Linked DNA regions of Oryza sativa: region 2 is linked to region 1. A link is a contact called in public HiCAR-type data. All regions are on one chromosome and are shown on one strand. Each heading gives the region's core, a stretch centred on a gene start, on an enhancer-like site or on the middle of the called end of the contact. The rest is flanking DNA. Distances are from core to core; before and after follow the strand shown. Region 1 holds the start of LOC4345425 (patatin-like protein 2). Region 2 holds the start of LOC4345435 (thioredoxin-like protein CITRX, chloroplastic).

The links. HiCAR-type assays count read pairs that join an accessible place to other places.
Region 2: a contact with region 1 is called in a HiCAR-type map of leaf, with 2.4 times the contacts expected there. The contact joins the promoter of LOC4345435 here to the promoter of LOC4345425 in region 1. A contact is called at or near these places in 1 of 15 Hi-C or Micro-C datasets (leaf mesophyll) and 2 of 4 datasets of contacts at active chromatin or transcription factors (both in leaf).

What each region holds. Positions count from the first base shown.
Region 1 is chr8:17,797,512-17,801,664 of ASM3414082v1, forward strand. It overlaps LOC4345425 (patatin-like protein 2), which reads left to right and starts at 1,535. Exons shown (of 4, transcript XM_015793485.3): 1 at 1,535-2,062; 2 at 2,502-2,679; 3 at 2,812-2,973; 4 at 3,979-4,153. The coding sequence starts at 1,551.
Region 2 is chr8:17,953,312-17,957,625 of ASM3414082v1, forward strand. It overlaps LOC4345435 (thioredoxin-like protein CITRX, chloroplastic), which reads right to left and starts at 2,799. Exons shown (of 4, transcript NM_001422547.1): 1 at 2,465-2,799; 2 at 2,213-2,335; 3 at 1,164-1,244; 4 at 736-1,049. The coding sequence starts at 2,713. The coding sequence ends at 933.

The sequences.
Region 1 (4,153 bases), core at 285-2,784:
CATGTCTTGTTCCACGGAGGCAGCTGTTGGAGGGCATGCGGGGGCGGTGTTGGAGGAGGAGGAGCGCGGATCGGGTCCGGCGGGGCTGTGGCTCAGGCGGCGTGGAGCGGCGATGTTGGCGTGGATGGGGCCGGCGGCAGTTGAAGAGGACAGCGACGAGAAGGAGGAGGCTATTTAGACTTGTAGATCGATCCTTAAGAGACCCGCATACATAAAAATGATTTTTCATATAATGATTTTTCATATACGGGCATTTTAAGAGGTCCACATGAAAAAAAAAGAGTTTATTTTTTCATGCGGCCCCTTAGGGGTTCGCCTACGAAATCAATTTTTACATGCGGGCTTCTTAATGACCCTTATACGAAAAATGCTCGCTCGATTTTTGCAGACATGGCCAGGTCCGTTTGTAACCTACCGAGAGTCACGTACACAAAAATCACTTTTTTTATGATAGGTTTATATATTTTACTCTCTTATTTCACAAAAGTTACACCTATTACTTTTGTTACCAAGATCAAAAAGAAATTAACTTATTTTACATGTAACAAAGATAAAGGAGTATATATATACATGAAAACTATGAGTATTAAGATAACTTCTTGGATTCTAACCCAACATTTTACCTTTTCATTTAAATCTGAGATAAATAGAGACTATAAATAGAAATAACATATTTGAAAAATCTAAATATGTAATAGGTCTCCTTCCTCCGTTCAAAAATATATGCATTTTTAGCATAGTGACAAATCAAACGTTTTTGACTTTGACTTTTAATAGTAAAAAAATCAATTATGTAAAATTGATGTCATTAGATTTATCATTCAACAAGCTATCATAATATGCAACTCTTTTTATTAAAAATAAAATCTTATTTTTGTAAATGTTATTAGTTAAATTAGCATATATAAAATCGTGTAAGAATTAAAAATACTTATATTTTAGAATAGAGGGAGTAACTGCTAGGGAATATGAACGAGGGAGTACTTTACATGCGTGGCTGCGTAGCGTGTGCATCATGACGACCACGAGCTTTAGCTGCAACCAAATTAATTTCGTAAGCATATTAGTATATACTCCCTCCGTTTTTTAATAGATGATGCCGTTGACTTTTTCTCATATGTTTGACCATTCGTCTTATTCAAAAATTTTATTCAAATATATAAGACATAAATCACACTTAAAGTATTATGAGTAATAAAACAACTTATAACAAAATAAATTATAATTATGTAAATTTTTTGAATAAGACAAATGGAAAAAGTCAACGGCGTCATCTATTAAAAACGGGACTAGTATTATACACATATCCAGCTTATCCGCGTAGAAAAGTACGGCTCACGGAGTCACGGGCCATTATCCGTACGGCACATTATATTTCTTTACAGTTTCAAGCAGAGCATGCATGCAATGCAAAAGCACGAGCCAGCGAGATTCCGGGAAAGCTCCCCTCCCCCCGATCCGCTTTGCCGTCCAATCGCACGTGCTGATCTCCGGCGCCACCACCTACCGCCATTCGCCGCCGTATATATAACACCGCCGGCGAGGGACGCATGCTCCCACACTATAATTACAACCGCGACCAACCTCCCCCTTCAACTCAGTCGATCTCTAGCTCGCTCAAGCAGCCAGCCATGGCGCCAGTGCAAGTCCCAGCTGAGCTCATCGGCAGCAGCAACGGCGGAGGAAGCGCGGGGGGGTCACTGACCGTGGACCCGGCGCTCGGCCGGCGGCAGGCGACTGCGGCGGCGGCAGCGCTGCCGACGCCGAGGTCGCCGCCGCCGGCGTTCGGGAGCATCGTGGCGGTGCTGAGCATCGACGGCGGCGGCGTGCGCGGGATCATCCCGGGGACCATCCTGGCGTTCCTGGAGGAGAAGCTGCAGGAGCTGGACGGGCCGGCGGCGAGGGTGGCGGACTACTTCGACGTCATCGCCGGGACGAGCACGGGCGGGCTGGTGACGGCCATGCTCGCGGCGCCCGGCGCCGACGGCCGGCCGCTCTTCGCCGCCAAGGACATCGTCGACTTCTACCTCCGGCATAGCCCCAAGATATTCCCTCCTGTCATGTACGTATACATGTATACGGTGTTTGTATTTACTTTTTTCTCGACCAAATTTTACATCCAACATTCTGTACTTTTATTTCTCGCCGTGAAAAAAAGGGTACGTTAACTTAATTATGAAAATTAATGTAGTTAATTAGGTGAATCAGTCAGCGAGTTAACTTTAGTACAAGTTTTACTTAGAGCATAGATGAAACAGCAGATAATTAGATAAGCGTAAAGTGGTTTAAATTAGTTTTAAAAAGAAAGAAAATTGAATTTCACAACTTTATACTATAGTTGCCGCATTTCAATTCAGGCTATTTATTCTGCAAGTTTAGTCGACTGGCAGTTAATTAATTAAGATCATGTGAAAATACGTACAAATTTCAGTCACTTCTACACGGTTCTGATCATGCCAATTCATCCAGGCAAACCTTAATGTTCCCATGTATAAATGCAGCAAAGGACCCCTGGGTTTGCTGAAGAGCATGATGGGTCCCAAGTACGACGGGCGATACCTCCGGTCCATTGTGCAGGAGCTGCTCGGTGACACCAGGATTAGCCAGGCCATCACCAACGTCGTCATCCCCACATTTGACATCAAGCTCCTCCAGCCCACCATCTTCTCTAGATTTGATGTAAACTTATTACAATCCTTTTTGTAAGCTGTATAGTATATATATACTATAGTGATGAAAAAGGACATCACTATATATTGTAAACAGAAGTAAAATTTACATGTGCATTTTATTATATCCATGTATGTCCAGGCACAGAAGGATGCATCCAAGAATGCTCTCTTGTCCGACGTGTGCATCAGCACGTCAGCGGCGCCGACCTACCTCCCCGGTCACCGTTTCGAGACCAAGGACAAGGCCGGTCAGCCCCGGGTCTTCAATCTCATCGATGGAGGTGTTGCTGCCAACAATCCGGTAAGCAATTAATTAATCCGTCCGTCAAAACCATTTTTCGGATTCGGATAGGTTTGATCGGAACTATTCGGAAATTCTCAGATTCGGAAACGAATTCGGTTTATTTTTCTCAGAAACGAAAACGAATACAGTATGGGTATAATATCCGTCGGAATCGGAAAACGGTTGGAAACTATCCGGGAATTTCGTTCGGATATCCACAGACATGGATCAAATTTTAGAAAAAACATGTATATATACATAACTTTTTCATACGGAGTCAGATGAAGACAAACTTTTATATCAAAATTATAGTGCTCGATGAGATCTACAACTTTCTTGTTGACTATTTTTTTATTTGAGATTATTTTAGGGTCTAATGTTCATTATAACATACTACCATATCTATTTTTACAAAATCTCAGATATACAATTCAAACCACATATGATGAATTTGTTTCGGGAGTGGATTTTGATCCCTCGAGGGGATGTGCCCACGTTGTTTGCATGTTATTCAAATGATTATGAAAAAAAAGTTGAGAAGATGTATTAACATGTGATATATCACTCTACAAACATGCAAGTTGAAATTCAACTTCTACATCTCACAACCGAGAAAAATAAATTAAACTACAACTAGTTAACGAATATTCACAGTCAATTTTTTTCGTTGCAAGATGTAGAAATTGATTTTGAACTTGTATGTTTGTGGAGTTATATATCAAATGTTAATACATCTTTTCAATTTTTTTTTCCATAACCATTTGAGTGACATGTCCACAACGAGTGGACATCCCTCAAGGGATCAAAATAATTTCCAGATGTGTTCCATATTAAAGTTGTAGAGTTCAATGAGATCTACCACTTTATAGTTTGTATCATTTGTATTTGAAAATGTTTAAAATATAAAACAGACACTATAAGTTTCAGATCCAATTGTCTCAAATTTTTGATGAACAAAACACATCAACAGTAGGGTGATTTGTCTGATTTATATGTACTAAAAAGCTGTCGTTTCATGTGTAGACGTTGGTGGCGATGACCCACGTGAGCAAGCAGATCCTGCTGGGGAACCAGGACTTCTTCCCGATCAAACCGGCCGACTACGGCAAGTTCATGGTGCTCTCCCTCAGCACCGGCTCGGCCAAGGTGGAGGGGAGGTCATTCGACGCCGACGAGTCTGGCCGGTGGGGCCTCCTCG
Region 2 (4,314 bases), core at 1,549-4,048, 160 kb after region 1:
GCTTGTTTAGCTCTATCTTCAACTAGCTTGCTCGTGTAGAAAGTATGCTTGCATAGCCCGTTTTTTAGTTTGCTTCTTGTTAAATTGCCTAAGTTAAGTTTCATGTGTTACCCAGATTATCCTATCATGGTCAAAACGTTCGAAACGTCCGAGTCATTTACTCATTTTTCTGTCTTGCACTGACCGAGTTCGAAATGTCCGAGTCATTTACTCATTTTCCTGTCCTGGCACTAACCGAATTGTCTGATACGGTGCCAACCAAATTGTCCAACTGCATCCGTAGTCGGACCGTCACATCCGGTATCCGACTATCTCATTCGGTCTAATTATTCAAGTTTTTGAAATTTTACCCCCCCCCCCCTCTCCGAGACCCTTTTTAGTTAGGGTTTAAGATATTTGAATCATATATAGGTTGTAAAACTTGGGCTGCACTAGTCTTAAACCTTACACACTAGGTTAGTTTAACTAGATGATATCGAGCGTGTTGCTACAGAGACAGTTAAGTATTACTTAAGAGTACAGCGAGTGAGAATGAACATGAACTATCAAGATGTTGTGGGGTCATGCGTGTGCTCCTCTATAGAAGTAATTCCAGTTAGTGGATTGTAGCTATAATAGGTTTTCTTGTAATTTAATTTTAGTTGTTAGCCTCCCTCCCTAGTCATGATAATCTTGATAATCATGAGGGAAGAGCACAAAGGTGCAAAAACCGTTTTATCTTGAACTAGGAAGAATAACTGAATTATAGAGTAGCTTGTTAGTCTGAAGCACGAACCCCACATATAACATACTACATTCCACACGCAGACTCTGCGTACCAGAAGATTCAGAACCTTCCCACTAAAGATCAGAAAGCTCAAATCTATCACATCTACTAGTGGCTAAAATACTTCAAACATCAAAATCTCAACTATGTCCCTATATCCTAGCGATCACAATTCATTATCAATGATATTTCTGATCATATCAATAGGAATCAGTCCCTCAGTCCTTAGGGCGTCTTTGCTTTGATCTGGACTGAAGAAATACAGTGTTGGAAGTCCTCTTACCTGTATTTTTCACCCATGGTGAGTGTTCAGAAAACATTGTAAAAATAAGTTATAAACCAAAACAAAACTATGATTACTATTTTCTTTGCTCAGTGTGTGCAATGATGTGTATACCTGCATATCTCTTGCAAGTTCATATTCATCATCAGTATCCACCTTCACAAACAGGGCATTGTTTTCATATTCAACTGCAAGCTGACACATTATATGGCAGAAATGTTGAAATCAGTTGATAGTACAAGAGGATGCAAAAAATGAGTTTGCATTATAAGTATATATGGCACTTGGTGAAGTTACTTGAAACCTATAAGTATTACTTCCTCCGTTTCACAATATAAGTCATTCTAGCATTTCCCACATTCATATTGATGTTAATGAATCTAGATAGATATATATGTCTAGATTCATTAACATCAATATGAATGTGGAAAATGCTAGAATGACTTACATTGTGAAATGGAGGGAGTATAAAAGAATATTAGGGAAGATCTAGATACAAATGTGATGGAAACACTATTGTTGAATATATTAAATCAAAGTTTCTTCAATAAATTCAGATTGTCAAGAACACTGGGGTGGAGCTTGCAGGAAAGGCAATATTGTCTCTGACAAATTCAGAGCATACAAAGAATACCACCAGCGTAACAGCCACAAATTTCAGGGAAGATTTTGGAATGGACATAGGCATCTTGCACTGGCTATATCATTCCCTTTCGTTATTAGGCACAGACATACACGTTGGGTCTGCCATTTCTTTACTAATCTAAGTAGAGAATGGTTAAAATTGTTGTAGTCTCATTTTGGATTAGAATCTTGATAAGTAAGTGCTTAATTAACAAGACTAGAGTATTCATGGCACATGACACCTACTAACACCCCAGTTCAGTTTGGTGCTAGCTAGACATTCAGAGACCCTAAATCATACAAATGTTTTCAAAATCATGTGAAGCTTTAAACACTCCCTAAATCAGTTTAATGTATGTTTTCAAACATATGTGAAGATTGTTTTTTTCTTTTTCTTATGGGTGTTTCCTCTTTCATTGCTAGTAATAACTCTACGTGGGAAGGGTGCGCAAACTTGTAATTGGTCAGAGAGTGTTGCCCAACGTTAGAGAGAAGCAAACACTAAACGGGGAATGTAAGATTTGCAGGGCACATATTACCATCTCGATGTCCTGGGCCATGAGGACGCAGGGTCCGCACCACGTCGCGTAGAAATCCACGATGAGGGGCACCTTCCTCTCCCCCCTCACCAGCTCCTCCAGTTCCTTGGCCGTCACCTTCTTCTGCAACCATGAAAGGAGGAAGGAAAGATATATCCCGTTTCAGATACCCAAGTAGGACTCGATCGAGCAGACTCCTCGAACGTAGCCAGGCTCACTGCCAAATGCGAGTCGAGCCTTGCAGGATCGTACCACGAGGTAGTCCGGGGCGATGTACTTGCCGGAGCCTGGGACGTAGGTCTCGGCTGCGGCATTCCGTCGAACGCCTTGCGCGCGACACCCACCGAGGATGACGCCGAGGCCGACGCCGCGGCAGCGGGAGCCGCCATCGCAGGAGAGGGAGGCCGTCGGGGTGGAGTTGCGGGGCGGGCGGAAGGCGCGTCCGGGGAGGGTTGGGGCGGCGCTCGCCGGCAGGAGGGAGGCGGCCGCGGCCATGGCCATGGCTGGGGGGAGCGAGTGTGGGAGAGATAATCCTATCCTGTCTCTGCCTCGCGAGCTGTCGCTACTCTACTCGAGTAAAAAAGGCGAGTTGCCTGTGAGTGATGATGTGAGGGGTAAAAGCCTTAAACATTTGGTTTTCGCTAAATATCTGTCTTGAATAAATCCTGAACTTTACCTAAAAAAACTACAATCACTTCTCCATCCATCTACTTTCATCCATCTATTTTTGATAGTTATATTTCTAAATCTAAAAATTTTATTTTTGATAAGCATATTTCAATCCAACAACTTATCCTCTTAATGACTTTTTTCGGATTTAATGCGTGACTCTTATTTTTCCATACAAGATTGGATACATGAGTATCGAGAAATATAAATATTAATAAATCGCTTGTTTACGAGGAATGACTAGTAACATGTTTAAATGAATGAGAAGTAGAATTACTTATCCTTGGTCTGTGTACCAAGATAAAATATGATTATCAAAAGTATATGAAAAGAGTACAAAATTCTTTCAAAGTGAACAAACATTTAGACAACATCATAAATACTGAATAAAAACCAATACATAGAAAGAAAGCAATTATTGAATCTTCATCCATATATGGCAAAAATCTACGTGACGGTAAGTTCTAAGTTTTAACATGTAGAATATATGAGCTCCTTGTTTTCTTCGCATTTTTTAAGCTATGTCCAGAACCATAAGAGCACCCGCAATGGTAAAGTAAGATACTATCTATAAAACATTGTCCATATTAGCAATAGACTAGATTAATAGTAAACCACTTCAATGATGTCTACATGGGTATCTATAGCTCTCTAATCCATTGCCTCGTCTTTCTCTATAGACTATCTCCAGGTTAGTAGATAGCTTTACTCTCTCTCTCTTCATTTAATCTCTTCCAAGTAGAAAAATATGCTGATATGGATCTCGTGTAAAGAGTCTATAGATAACCATTGCGGATGCCCTAATACAGTACCCACACATTCACACGAATCTTAAGGCCATCATAGAGCAATAATATAGGACCCGCAATGCTACAACATACATGTCTTTTCGTAATCTTAAGCTAAACCCATGAATAAAAAAGACTATTCACCCAAGAATCAAAGGGTAAATTTATGTTGGAAATGCATAAAATATTTTTCATGGTTGTCCACCATAACAATATTCCCTCCTTATCATAGTAAAAAAAAAAAAAAGGGATCGGTGGTCGACCCACTCTGACCGTTCGATTCACCGATCAAACCGTCGGGTCACCGGTCGAACCACCGGTTTTTAATTTATTAATATTATATTTGTTTTGCATTATTTTTAATATAGAACCATCACAAATTGATGAAATATGCATAAATAAACCAGTATATCTATTATTATATGACCACAACATAAAAAAAATAAATGTAGTGTAACTTAACAAACCCATAATGTCATACTGCCATATGACAAATTAAAAACAACTCGATTCTAAAAAAACCACCGCCGAGGTTCACCAGTTCAAATAAAACCTACCGGTTCACCGATTTTTTACCCGTTCGATTGCAGGGATAGTCTTTGAGCTGAACTGAGCTGCCAAGGTCACTGGCTCCAGTTTTTTCCG